Linked DNA regions of Gossypium hirsutum: region 1 is linked to region 2. Evidence: chromatin contacts called from public Hi-C data. All regions are on one chromosome and are shown on one strand. The core of a region is the stretch at or near the end of the contact, and the rest is flanking DNA. Distances in the headings are between cores, read along the strand shown.

Region 1 (6,868 bases), core at 1,971-4,470, 51 kb before region 2:
TAGGGTGGAATACTATAAAAAGAACTGTTGATGCTTCGGATGATTGGTGGGAGAGTAGGCTCTAGGTACATTAATAATTCTGAATATTTATTACTTTTTCCTTATTTATGAGGTTATTGATAATTACTATTATTAAACTATCATTTTATATGTAGGTTGTGCCTGAAGCTAAAAAATTTAGAACATCGAGCATTGATCCTGAATTCGAAGCGAAGTTGGATCAAATGTTCATGGGAATAGTTGCAACAGGTGATAAAGCATGGGCACCTTCTTCTGGTACACTCCGTAGTGATTTTTTTGAGGATGTTAACAACGAAATACCTGAAGAGAATGAAGAAGAAAATATGAGAAATGATGTTCACATTTTAAATGATGTTCACATCTCAAATGATGTTCAAGTAGATGGAAACAGTCAAAAAAGAAAAAACCCTGAGATATCAAGTTCACATTTTAAAACTGGAAGAAAGAAATCCTCAAAGCAAATTGGAGGGGCTGCAAGATTGTCTAGTCAAATAGAAAAATTATGCAGTGCAACTGACAATATGAGTCAAGCCACATCTAGTTTGACTCCTGTTATGGATCCATATGGTATTCCACTAGCAGTCAAAATGCTTGACAGCATGTCGAAAGAAGTTCCAGAAGCTAGTCCGCTGTACTTTTTCGCACTTAAATTACTGCTCTATAAGGACAAGCGAATTATGTTTTTATCAATTAATCCCAAGATTAGAGCTTTATGGCTTAAGACAGAAATGGAGGATAGTTGAAAATTTTCTGATCTTCTAGGGTTCAAAGATATCTATTATGTGACTAGCTGACAATGCTAAACTAGTTTTATCAATAGTTATTTATGTTTGGTTTTTGGATATTGAATTTATGTTCTACTTATTTATGTGTAATCTAGTTTTATTAATATTTGTTTATGTTTGGTCTTTAGATATTGAATTTATGTTCTACTTATTTTTACTAAATTAGTTTTATCAATAGTTGTTTATATATAATTTTACAAAGTAAATTTATTCACAGGTGATGAGTATAGTTGACGATTACAGCGGTGATGATGAAAGGGAAAAAAAAAATTTTACAACGCATAGAATGTTTTAACTGATTATTTGTTGTTGCATCTTCTTCCGTGCAATTATATTACGAGAAGTATATATTGAGCCAACCATACATGGATTTAAAACAGTCAGGTGAGATATGGATCCGAGAGATCCTTGACGGTCACGAATCACGTTGAATGATTAATTTTAGGATGTCTAAAATGGTATTCACAAGTTTGTTGAGAGTTTTGGAGACAAGATACAACTTGCAAACTTCAAGAAACATATCTTCTAGTGAAATGTTGGGAATTTTTTTATACATCTTGGGCACCGGTGCAAAAGTTTCCCAATGTCGAGAAAAATTTCAAAGGTCTGGATTAACAATAAGTCGACACTTTGCAGTTGTGCTTGAGAAAGTTTCAAGGATGGCCACTGATCTAATTGCACCTGAAAATCCTTTTTTTAGCTCAATACCCGAACAAATACGTAAAGATTCTAGATATATGTCGCATTTTAAGGTTAAAATTTAATTTTATATTATTATAGTTTGATATATTTGGTCAACTAAAAATATGTGCAATTGATGGTACTCACATTGCGGCTATTCTTCCATCAAATGAACAAATTCCCTATATTGGAAGAAAATGTATCCGACTCAAAATGTTATGGCAATAAGTGATTTTAATATGTGTTTCACATTTGTCATGGCTGGATGAAAAGGATCGGCACATGACACTAGAATATTTCTTGATGCAACAAATGGTTAGATATTTTATTTATATGTGATTTTTTAAATAATAAAGTATAAGTTCTTTAATTGATAATTTTTATAAAAAAAATCTTGAATTAATTGTTTGGTATATTATGATTTGTAGGAAAATATTATCTTGTTGATTCTGGATATCCTCAAATGAAAGGTTATCTTGGACCATATAGAGGTCAGCAATATCATTTACTTAACTTTCGTAGGGGTAGATCGATATATGGTAAAGAAGAGATATTCAATCATTCACATTCATCATTACGTAATGTGATTAAACGAACTTTTGGTGTTTTGAAAAAAAAAGGGTCATTTTAAGGGATATGCCAAGTTATAGTTTTGAAAAGCAAACGATGATCGTTGTTACTACAATGATGATACACAATTTTATCCGAAAACATGTCGGTCGAAATGATGCAGATTTTTTGGAATACGAAGATATTAACTGGGCATATGAGAATATTATTGATTTAGAAAATGCACATGGTCGAGAAAATAATGATGATGACGACAATGATGATGATAGTGATTATGACGATGAATCAAAAAATTTAAGTGGTTTTGAAATGGAATTAACAAGAGATGCTATAGCTTCTAGTTTAATGAATTCACTTTAAATTGTAAACGTTATTGTAAAATTTTTAGCATTTATAATTGGTATATAAATATTATCCCTTTTTAAAACTTTAATCCAAATATATGTAATATTTTAATTTGTTAGGTTTATGTTTTCTATGTTATGTTAATATCTAATATGAGTTATATATTCAAATACATTTTAAAATAAAATAATACAAATATGTTAAAAGCATTAATTAAAAATAAAAAATAATTTTTATAATAATTCAATTGTGTCAATATCTAATTACAAATGTTTAATTATTATATTTAAATATAGTTTATATATTCTAATTAAATTTAATAAATAATTAATATTAATTATTTAGAAATATTTAAAATTAATATTATATATTAAAATATTAACAATAAGTTATAATAAATTATTTTTTATATTTTTACTAAAATATCATAATATTAACTAATTTGAACATTATTTAAATACATATTTATTACTTTATAATATAATATCTAAAATGGACATTTTATTCTTTAAAAATATTTTTTGACAACACTACCAAACACTTAAATTTTTCAAAAGTATTTCGTCATTTTCTAGAGCATTTTTCAAAATCAATTTTCAAGGCCCTATCTATTGCTATGAATGAAGGTATTAACAAGTTTCCATTAATAGGTATTTGCTGCATTGCTCGCAAAGCACATTCATGGTAGCGGAAGGACAGAAGGCGGATGCAGGTCGGTCCAGAAGTTGCCGAATTGACAGGTTACAGTGAGACCAAGGCCATGCTGCAGGTCGGGCACAAAACACAGATTTCAGGATAAAAATCCCCTGCCCCTTATTTGTGCCCCTCCAATCATAATTTGACATGTGGGTTATATTAATATCTTATTAATTGTAGAGTTGCCCTTAACAGTAGATTTCTGTTTGTCTACAAAATTGAAGAGCAAAAGAGGTTTCTTTCTCTTGGCCAAAAATTTTATTTTCAAACTTTTTTATTTCTGGATTTCTTTGGTTGGTTTGACACGTCATCTTGTACCCAACCATTATGTTCAAGTTTTGGTATTTTTCTGTAAAATGATGCCTTTTGATGGAGAACTAATTGACCTGTTTTGGTATTGCTGATTTGTAAGCTCAACATGTTTGTTCATAGTTCAAGGCCTAATAATAAAAAAGACTATTCTCTATATGCAGATAGCTTCATTTTCAAACATTTCCAACACTGAACTTGTCTATCAATTTATACTACTATGTTTTAAGCACCTTGAAATTTGCTCTTGGTTTTTGTAATATGTGATATTTATGAGCTTAAAGAGGGCCCATGGCTTGTTGATGTTATTATATCGAGTGGTTTGGATGAGGCGAGAAAGGTTTTTGATTTGATGGTTGTAACATCATCATCAATGGGTATTACAAAAAATTATCAAGTACTAAAACTCTAATGAAATCACTCAAAAGGGACTAGTTCCTCACACTGCTACTTATGGTGGGAGGCAGGCAACATCTCGAATGTACAACTACTCTTTGAGGATTACCTGCTGTGCTCAAATTACAAATTCAACACTTTTGCTTCCCCAAACATAGTCAAATTGATTATGTAATACTCAATTTTAGCTCGAGCTCACATATGGAAACATAATTTTTGAGAATATGCAACCTTAGATATGGTATGTAATCCAAGATATGATATATGCAATCTTAGATATGATATGCAATCTTAGAATATATGATTTTGTAATATTAGAGATTTAATTTGTAGATACCATTTAATCTCAGTCGTTGATGTAACTGATCTGTAACGTTGGATTTGGGGAGGCTCAGCTATAAATAGAGGCCTCTCCCTTCATTGTAAAAAAAAAAAAGAGAAAAGGGAGGGAGGAGAAATAATAAAAAAAAGAACGATTGGCAGTTTTTTAAAGGTGGCTTACTATTTTTTTCGTTCGATTATTTTTTACTTATTTACGATTTTAAAAAAAAGGAGAAGGTGATACCATTTCGAATTTTATTCTATTTTTATTTCGCCCCTCCGCCTTTTAATGTTTTTGTAATTAAGTTTTTTATTTTTTTAATTTACCCTTTTATTTATTTTAAATTCCAATTTAATCCTTTTGAACGCTGCTGTTTTAGAGGAGAAGGGAAAATTTCCCTTCCAGCCCCTCTATGTAACTCGCGCGTTCAAATTAGTCCTTTTACTTTTATTTATTTGTGGATTTACCCCAGATTTTTTAATTGCAATTCAATTTAGTTTTTTATGTTCTTTTTATTTATTTTATTAATTAATAGTGTAATTATTATTTTTATTCTAATTTTTTTATTTATATATATTCCTTTTATATGTACACATATATATATTTTTAAAAACGAATATTTTCTTTTTTTTAAATGAATATTTTCATATATATATATATGTATATATTTACGTTTTTAAGTGATTAAATACTCACCTTTTTTTCCTTTTTTAAAATATACTTATTTTTTTCCTTATTTTCATAAGTATATTATGTGTTGTATTTATATATAAATTCTATAACCTAAAATTTTATTTGTAAATTATATGTATATTTTTAATCTTCATAATTTCCATGTGTACATCTTTTGATCCTTATTTATTTGTTTGCTATCCCATCCATTGTATAATTGTGTTTACATTTAATATTTTGCATGTCATGGATTATCCTTTTTTTATTTCGTTTTATTCATTTGCTTATATTATTTTTATGTCGATGATGTATTTATTATTGTTATTATTATTATAGCATTTATATGTATAAAATCACGTTACATAATTTTTTACTCAAATTTAAAGATAGAAATTTTTTTTAAATTGAGATAATGTTCGTATTTAGGATTTTCAAGGGAATTGAACCCTAACGTATTGGGTTCCGATTTTCTTCGTTAAATCCGACAATCGAGCATTTCTCTTCAATCAAAAAACATAAAAACTCATTATTGGGAATTCAACACGTTGTGTCCTAACGTATTGGATGTGACGCATTGATTTCTCGAAATGAAGATTTTTTTAAAAAATAATAAATGAAATATTCCGAGTTTGGGATTTTAAAGGAATTGTGCCCTAACGTATTGGGTGTGATTTCTTAAATCTTGGATAAGTGGATGTTCTTTTAAAGTAAAGGGAATATTCCGAGTTTGGGATTCTAGAGGAATCGTGCCGTAACGTATTGGGTGTGATTTCTTAAATCTTGGATGAGTGGATGTTCTTTTAAAGTTTTATTGTACAAGTATTTTGGCCCAATTCATTTTGGGGAAAATTAGAATGTTGTGCCCTAACGCATTGGGTGTGGTATCTTCTTTCTCTGAAATAATAAGGGTCTTAATACGTAGCCTTTTAAGTTTTGCTAAGGATTACGTTTTTTCTAAATTCTCGACCTTAAGATACTAATTAATTAACTAGGTACCAATTTTGGGCGTTACGAGGGTGCTAATCCTTCCTCGTACGTAACTGACTCCCGAATCCCTTTTTCTAAAACTCGTAGACCAAAGCTGTTTTTTTAGGTGATCCAATCACACCTCAATAAAAGATTGGTGGCGACTCCCAAATTTTCATTTTTTTAGGTCGACAACCTAAATTTTTTATTTTCAAAAAATGGTTTCGACATATTAGAGAACCAAAATACCACATCATCAACTGTGGACGATGAATGAAACCTAATAAATTTTGGCGAAGAAAAAGAAATTTACACACTCATCAAATCGTCCGACTGTTTTTTAGTTAATTCTAAAGGTTAACCACAACTCTATAGTTAATGAAATATTAATATATACACTGATTGGAGGAAATATTTCCTCCTAAACTAAAGAACAAAGAACTGAAACCTGGGTAGTAAAACAAGAAGCTTGATACATCAAACACTTGAGAAACAAAATGAAGATAATAAGAGAGAGAGAGGGTCAAGGAAGTTGTTGGACGACAGGACGTGATTTTGGTAATGACGGCACAAGAAGAGACGGGAGTCTGAACCACTGGATGACGCCATTTCAGTCTTGGGGTTGGATCCAAGAAAACACACACCCGATGTTAGATTATGAATTTCAAAGAGATATGGAAATGGGGGTTATGAGCTTCTGAAAATTGGGTTTAACGGAGGGATATTGTTGTGGTAAACAAATTGAAAACGTCCCTTTTCAGTTATAAGACCTCGCCGGGAAAATTCACCAACTTGAAAACCTTCAAGCCAAAATGAGAGAATTATAATGGACTTCGGGATAAATTGTGTTTTTATATATAATAATAATTTATTTTATTTATATTTAATTATATGTGTTTTGTGGAGAGTTAAATTTATTAATTATTTAGGATTAAGATTAATTTTTTTTTTAAAATATGTGATTATTGATGACTAAATGTGTTATTATACCAATTAGAAAAATGTTGCTTAACCATTTAATGTAGAGTGACCAAAACAAAAACAATGTAAAACATTAATGACAAAATTAAATTTTTTCATAGTTTCATGACCAAAATGGAAATAT
Region 2 (5,963 bases), core at 2,477-4,976:
GAAGTGGTATTTTTTATTGGCTTAATAACAAAAATCTTCATTCAATATTTATACATTTTATTAATTTAGTCCTAATTCTTAAAAAATCAATAAATTTAGCCCTAAACATTCTTATTAGTATTTGGCGCTATAAAGTTTCTTTAATAATTTTTTTCATTTGACACTAGTAAGATTTGAGTTTGTTGGCACAGGACAACCATTGTTTTAGCATAAAAAGTTACAGATAAAAAAAACTTCTCGACAACTAGGCCCATTCTTGACATTTTTGGGGCTCTAGGCAAAACAATAAAATGGGGTTTTAGGTTCCTTAAAAGTTGGAGAAATTTTTGTTAGGCTCCTTAAAAGTTGGTAAAAAAAAATTTTGAGCCCTTAAAAGCTAAAATTTTTTTTGGGCCTCTTAAAAATTGGAAACAATATTTTTTTACCCCTTTCAGCCTTAGGCCTTTGGCAGCCACACCTCCAAACGACACCCAGGGCCGAGCCTGCCAACAACTTATGATCTTTCTAGTGTCGAAAATTAAAAACCTTTGAGTTTTTCAATATCCAAGAAACACTGTTTAATCTAAAATGTTAAAAAAAAAACTTTATCAACAATTTATATAATCTTTCCGGCATAAGAAACTAGAAACCTTTGAGTTTTCATGCATTGAATAACACCAATTAAGAGCATAAAAGAATATACTTAGAGAGAAAAAAAAAGGCCAACAATTAGGATTAAATTGAAAAATTTTGTAAATATTGAGGATTAACTTTTTTTTTTAGAATTAGAACTCAATTTATAGAAGGTATAAATATTGAAGAACTAAATTTGTTATTAGACCAATAAAAATAAATAATTTACATGGTATCAACAAAAAAAGTATGCTTTTTTGTAATAAAAAAATAATTTCACAAACAATTTCCTTTGAATGGAATGATTTCAGAAAGTTTTTTAAAGATACAATATATCTAAAAGAAAAAAAGTTTCACATTGGACTCCTCTGGTACTGTACTTATATTTCTTCAATGTATGAGGTTTTTGTACAATTTTTAGGGTATTGAATGTCATATTTTTTATTACTGTTAGAGTTGAAATTTACAAATGGCTACAAAGCAATGGGACTTTCTGGTTAGAATGTAAGATTACTCGTTTATAGAGAAATCATGCTTGTGGATGCAGAAGACTTTCTTCAATTTTTTCAGTTCAATAGTCTTTCTTAGGATAAAGAGATGACTCAATTGTTTTTGGGTTTTTTTTATATAACTTTTCCTTTAATTCTCATTTACTTTCATTATTTGTTTTCAAATTAAATCAATAAAATTTTGAGAAATTAATTTATTTGATTTTTTAAGGAAAATAAAAGAAAAAGGTAATATTGCAGAAAAGGGCTTACGAAATGCGATCAAGGGTCAATATTTGGACATGTGACGTGTTCCGAGTGAGCGACACGCCATGGTAGCACAAATCTTGACGTCGTTAGGGTCAGGTACTACATTAGTTAACAAAAAGAAAGTACAAGTACTTAATTGGACATTTTGAAACTTTGGGTACCACATTAGAACAAACCCCAAAGTATAGGGGTCATCCATGCCATTAACCCTAAATGTTTTTGATATTTGAAATTTTAAATAACTCCAAGATTTTTTATAGCTCTAGTGGCACCTCTTATTCGTACCATACGTTGAGACAGATGAGGCGTGTTACAATAGTTGTAATGGATTTTCTAACTGTTGGTTTTAATTTTTGTGAAAGTTGTAATATTTCAAATGTGCCTATAATAATTTTTAGTATCAAGAAATAAATTAACTAGACCATAGCTATCTAAGGTGTTTATAGTCAACAACTTGTAGTCCCTTCACATCGACCAGAAGTATGCATTCTCACCTTTATACACCATAACATTTTTCGCCTGATTGCGAGTCAGAAAAAGATCATTTGTGTTAATCAAATTTGAAATTATTTCAACATAATTACTTACCACAGTCATTTCTATCTTGCAAGTTGCCAAGCAACCAACCGTCATTCCAAATTAAGATGCAATGACACCACCCAACTTTCCATCTCAATCCTACTTTCATAAAGCCTTAAGCACTCCAAATACTTCTCCAAATGAGAGAAGGGTTTGTCCCTAAACTTGCTCTCATGAAATCTGTAGATTGATAATATTTAGATCTAGTCGCTCTTGTTACCAATGAAGTGGGGTTGAACAAAAGCCTCCATCCATGATCTGCTAACAATACTATATTGAACTTGGCCATATCACAAAAGGCAAGTTCACCATTTGCCTTGGACTCGCATAACTCCGACCAAGCCAAGTCCGTCATTTGCGTTTAGACTCGCAAACTCTCAACACATTTTCACCAATGAATGCAATGCTCTACTTAAAAGTTTTTTGTCACCAAAACTAGGGGTGAGAGTGATAACAGCTAAATTTGATTAGATTTTAATCATCTATCATAATTACGTTTAATTTGGTTATTGTTTTTTTTAATTTTATTTTATTTTGACAAAATAATTTTTTTTACCCTTGTTGGGATATTATTTGATAAAATTTCAAAGTTTTTTTTTTAAAATATTTCTAAACAAATCAAGTAAATAAAAATAATCATTAAAATTTATATGGTTGTTTTAAATATATATATTTATATAGAACTTTTAAGTTTCTTTCACTATTTTATATAAAATATTAATTTTTACATCATAAAAATTAATTAAATAAAAAACAATTGGTTTAGTTGAAATAACATAGTTATTAGATTAGGTGAATTTTCAATTTCTCAAATTTTATTGTCATCCTAATTAAAACTAACTAATAACATAATTACAACATAATGAATTAGGGATTAGGAAGCATGTCATACTAGAGGTGATCATGGGTCGGGAGGCCCGGTCCGGCCCGACGGCCCGTCCGAAATATGGGAGGGTTCAGGTAAAAATATAGGCCCGAAATATGAGTTTGGGCAAAAAAAGGCCCGTTTAGAAAATGGGCCGGGCCTCGGGCACCACTTCTTTGACCCAGGCCGAATATAATAAATATATATTTTTTATTTTTAAAATATTTTTAAAATACTTTTAAAATACTTTTTTTATTTTTTTATTTTTAAAATAATTTTTTTGTATTTATTAAAAAATTAGACCGGGCCGGGCCGAGCTCGGACTTAGGAATTTTTCCTGAGCCGGGCCTGGACAAAATTTTAGGCCTATATTTTGGGCCAGATGGGCCCAGGCCTAGGATGCGGACCAAATTTTTTTCTGGATCAACCCGACCCGACCCATAATCACCTCCATGTCATACCTATAACTTATCTGTGAAACCTCAGAATGCAACCCTTTTATTCTAACCCATTATCGACTACCGTCAGTAAATCAGGTCTATTGGTACTTGGAACTTATAGAATGCGAGACATTTCCTCTTATTATCAGAATTAACTCATCCACCAAAGACTCCTTCATTATCACAGTTGTTTTCGTTGTTTACAAAAAACTTGATGTGTCTTGCTCTCACCTGATTCTACCTCTCTTCCCGGTTTGCCCCTTCGAAATGCTCACTATAAACGAAAACAACAAGTATGGGCTCAACACGTCACCCTGTCGTAATCCGATGAACGATTGGGTTGGGCCTTAATATAATCAACACCAGATCACATGGCAGACTGTCCATTAGCAATGATGTGATGAGTGATGATGACAATTAAATTACTCAATCAAAGTTGAAAAAAGCATCATTTCAAGAGTTCTATTGAAGGGCAAATGATGTGGCCACATAGGTAAGCCGCATCCATTTCCAGTGAATCTCATCACAACCTACCACCGCCCCTTTAAACCTCCGACAGTAAAACCCTTAACCCTAAATTTTCCCAATCTCCATTTCCAATTCGGTAGTAACCAAAACCCCTAAATCTTCTTAAAACCACCTAGTCCCCTTCCGAAGCCCCCATTTTCATCACAACAGCAAACAGAAGGAAAAAGAGAAAATGGAGGTGGAAACAGAGCAAGGAGAGACGGGGAAAAGCGTTATGTGCGTATTAACAGACCCGGAAGGGACCACCCTGGGAGGCACCATGTACCTTCCCCAGAACGTCGGTCCTATTCAGCTTCAACAGATCGTCAATACTCTCCTAAAAAATGTAACCTCTTTATATTGTCTGCTTCAGTGCTTGATATTTGGTTCTAACTGGTTCCAAGTTAATTTTTGATTTTTCGTTTAATTTACGTGTGATGCATTGTATTCAAAGTTTCATGCAATTTCTTTTATATTTGTCTTTGAATTATTTAGAATTGATTTTTTTTTATCATTCTTTATGCCTGTTTTTCTTTCCAAAGTGATTTAATTTGTCATGATAATAAAATGCTTCTAGAGCTGCGAGAGTGATGAACTTTGCTATTTGGGTTTCCTTTCTTCAGGAGGAGAAGTTACCGTATGCATTTTATATATCTAATCAAGAGCTTCTTGTGCCGCTTGGAAATTACTTGGAGAAGAATAAAGGTCAGTTTGCGAGCTGATGAAAGTGAATGTGTGACAGTGTTGCTTCCACTACTTGATTCTTTTACATTTCTCATTATCCTTAACCTATTATTGTCTGGTTAATTTGGATCATCAACTTTTCAGTTTCCATGGAGAAAACACTGTCGATAGTTTATCAACCGCAGGCAGTTTTCAGGATTCGTCCGGTTAATCGGTGTTCAGCTACAATTGCTGGTATGAGATTGATATATATTTGCTATCAAAACTTTATCAAACGAATGTTGAAATCATGGGTTTGCATGCTCAAGAAAGAAACAAGTTGCTTGTTGTGTCTTGCGTGGGCTCTTGATGTGATGATATCATCAAACTTCAAAGAAATTATTTTTTTCTGATTCAGGCTCAGCTAATTTTCCTGTCTAAAAAGCAGTTCCGTTTAACTTATTCATATTTTTCTTTATATGGATGAATTAGGTATAAAATGTTTACTAGCATTCCTTTAGCGTAATTGGATTGGTTATCCTTAATCTTTGTTGTTGCTTTGTCACAATAGGTCATACTGAAGCAGTACTTTCTGTTGCGTTTAGTCCTGATGGACGACAGTTGGCAAGTGGCTCAGGTGATACCACTGTCCGACTATGGGACCTAAATACCCAGACACCAATGTTTACATGCACAGGTTAGAAAATTCATATTTGATACTGTTTTCTTAGTCAGCTTGACTGTAAAGTTGTTTGAACACCAGAGAACTATTTACTCGTACAAATGGAATTGGAAAAATGGATGCCATGTAACATGAAGTTCATGCTATTGCAATTCTTTGCACTCATTGTATTTCTTTGCTTTATGATAATCATTTGTCTTCTGATTTTTTTTTTTCAGGACATAAAAACTGGGTTCTCTGTATCGCATGGTCTCCTGATGGTAAACATCTTGTCAGTGGCAGCAAGTCTGGGGAACTACAATGTTGGGACCCACAAACAGGGAAGCCTGCTGGCAATCCACTGACTGTAAAGTCTTTACTCTTGAATAACTACATTATTTTTTTAATAATTCGGTATGGTTTCTTGACCTCTTTAAACTGAAACTCTATCGCATGGATTTGGTAAAAAAGCAATGTAATAATAATTTCTTTGTGTTTATTCTATTGTCTTACTCATATAAACATGTTGCTAATACATGGATTCCGCTATAGGGCCACAAGAAATGGATCACCGGTATCTCATGGGAACCTGTACATCTAAATGCTCCGTGCCGTCGCTTTGTAAGTGCGAGCAAAGATGGTGATGCCCGCATATGGGATATTTCCTTAAAGAAATGTGTTATTTGTCTCAGTGGCCACACACTTGCTGTAACTTGTGTGAAGTGGGGTGGAGATGGGGTCATATATACAGGGTACAATTTGTTCTGTTTCTTTGATTCTGATAATATTTTCTGTTGTCATTTCACTCTGTTCCATGAAAGTGGAATCTCTGTTTTCCTTGGGAATGACAGAAATAACAAGCACTTTGTTGATCATCT

Evidence for each region. A called contact is a pair of places that touch in the nucleus more often than the background predicts.
Region 1: a contact with region 2 is called in a Hi-C map of leaf, with 2.0 times the contacts expected there. The contact joins the enhancer-like site here to the promoter of LOC107900765 in region 2. A contact is called at or near these places in 12 of 34 Hi-C or Micro-C datasets (callus, hypocotyl, leaf and 1 more).

The regions. Positions count from the first base shown.
Region 1 is chrD08:53,411,338-53,418,205 of Gossypium_hirsutum_v2.1, reverse strand. It overlaps LOC107900761, which reads left to right. Exons shown (of 2, transcript XM_016826464.2): 2 at 156-870. The coding sequence starts at 225. The coding sequence ends at 764. Among protein-coding and RNA genes, the nearest start is that of LOC107900762, 4.2 kb to the left of the region's middle. Within about 2 kb of position 3,220, at least 6 of the 9 cell types and tissues checked have an H3K27ac peak or open chromatin away from gene starts, as enhancers often do. A contact at or near this core is called in hypocotyl and leaf, where this site is marked.
Region 2 is chrD08:53,361,670-53,367,632 of Gossypium_hirsutum_v2.1, reverse strand. LOC107900765 (notchless protein homolog) reads left to right here and starts at 3,726. Exons shown (of 13, transcript XM_016826468.2): 1 at 3,726-4,107; 2 at 4,385-4,466; 3 at 4,590-4,679; 4 at 4,996-5,121; 5 at 5,325-5,452; 6 at 5,638-5,837. The coding sequence starts at 3,955.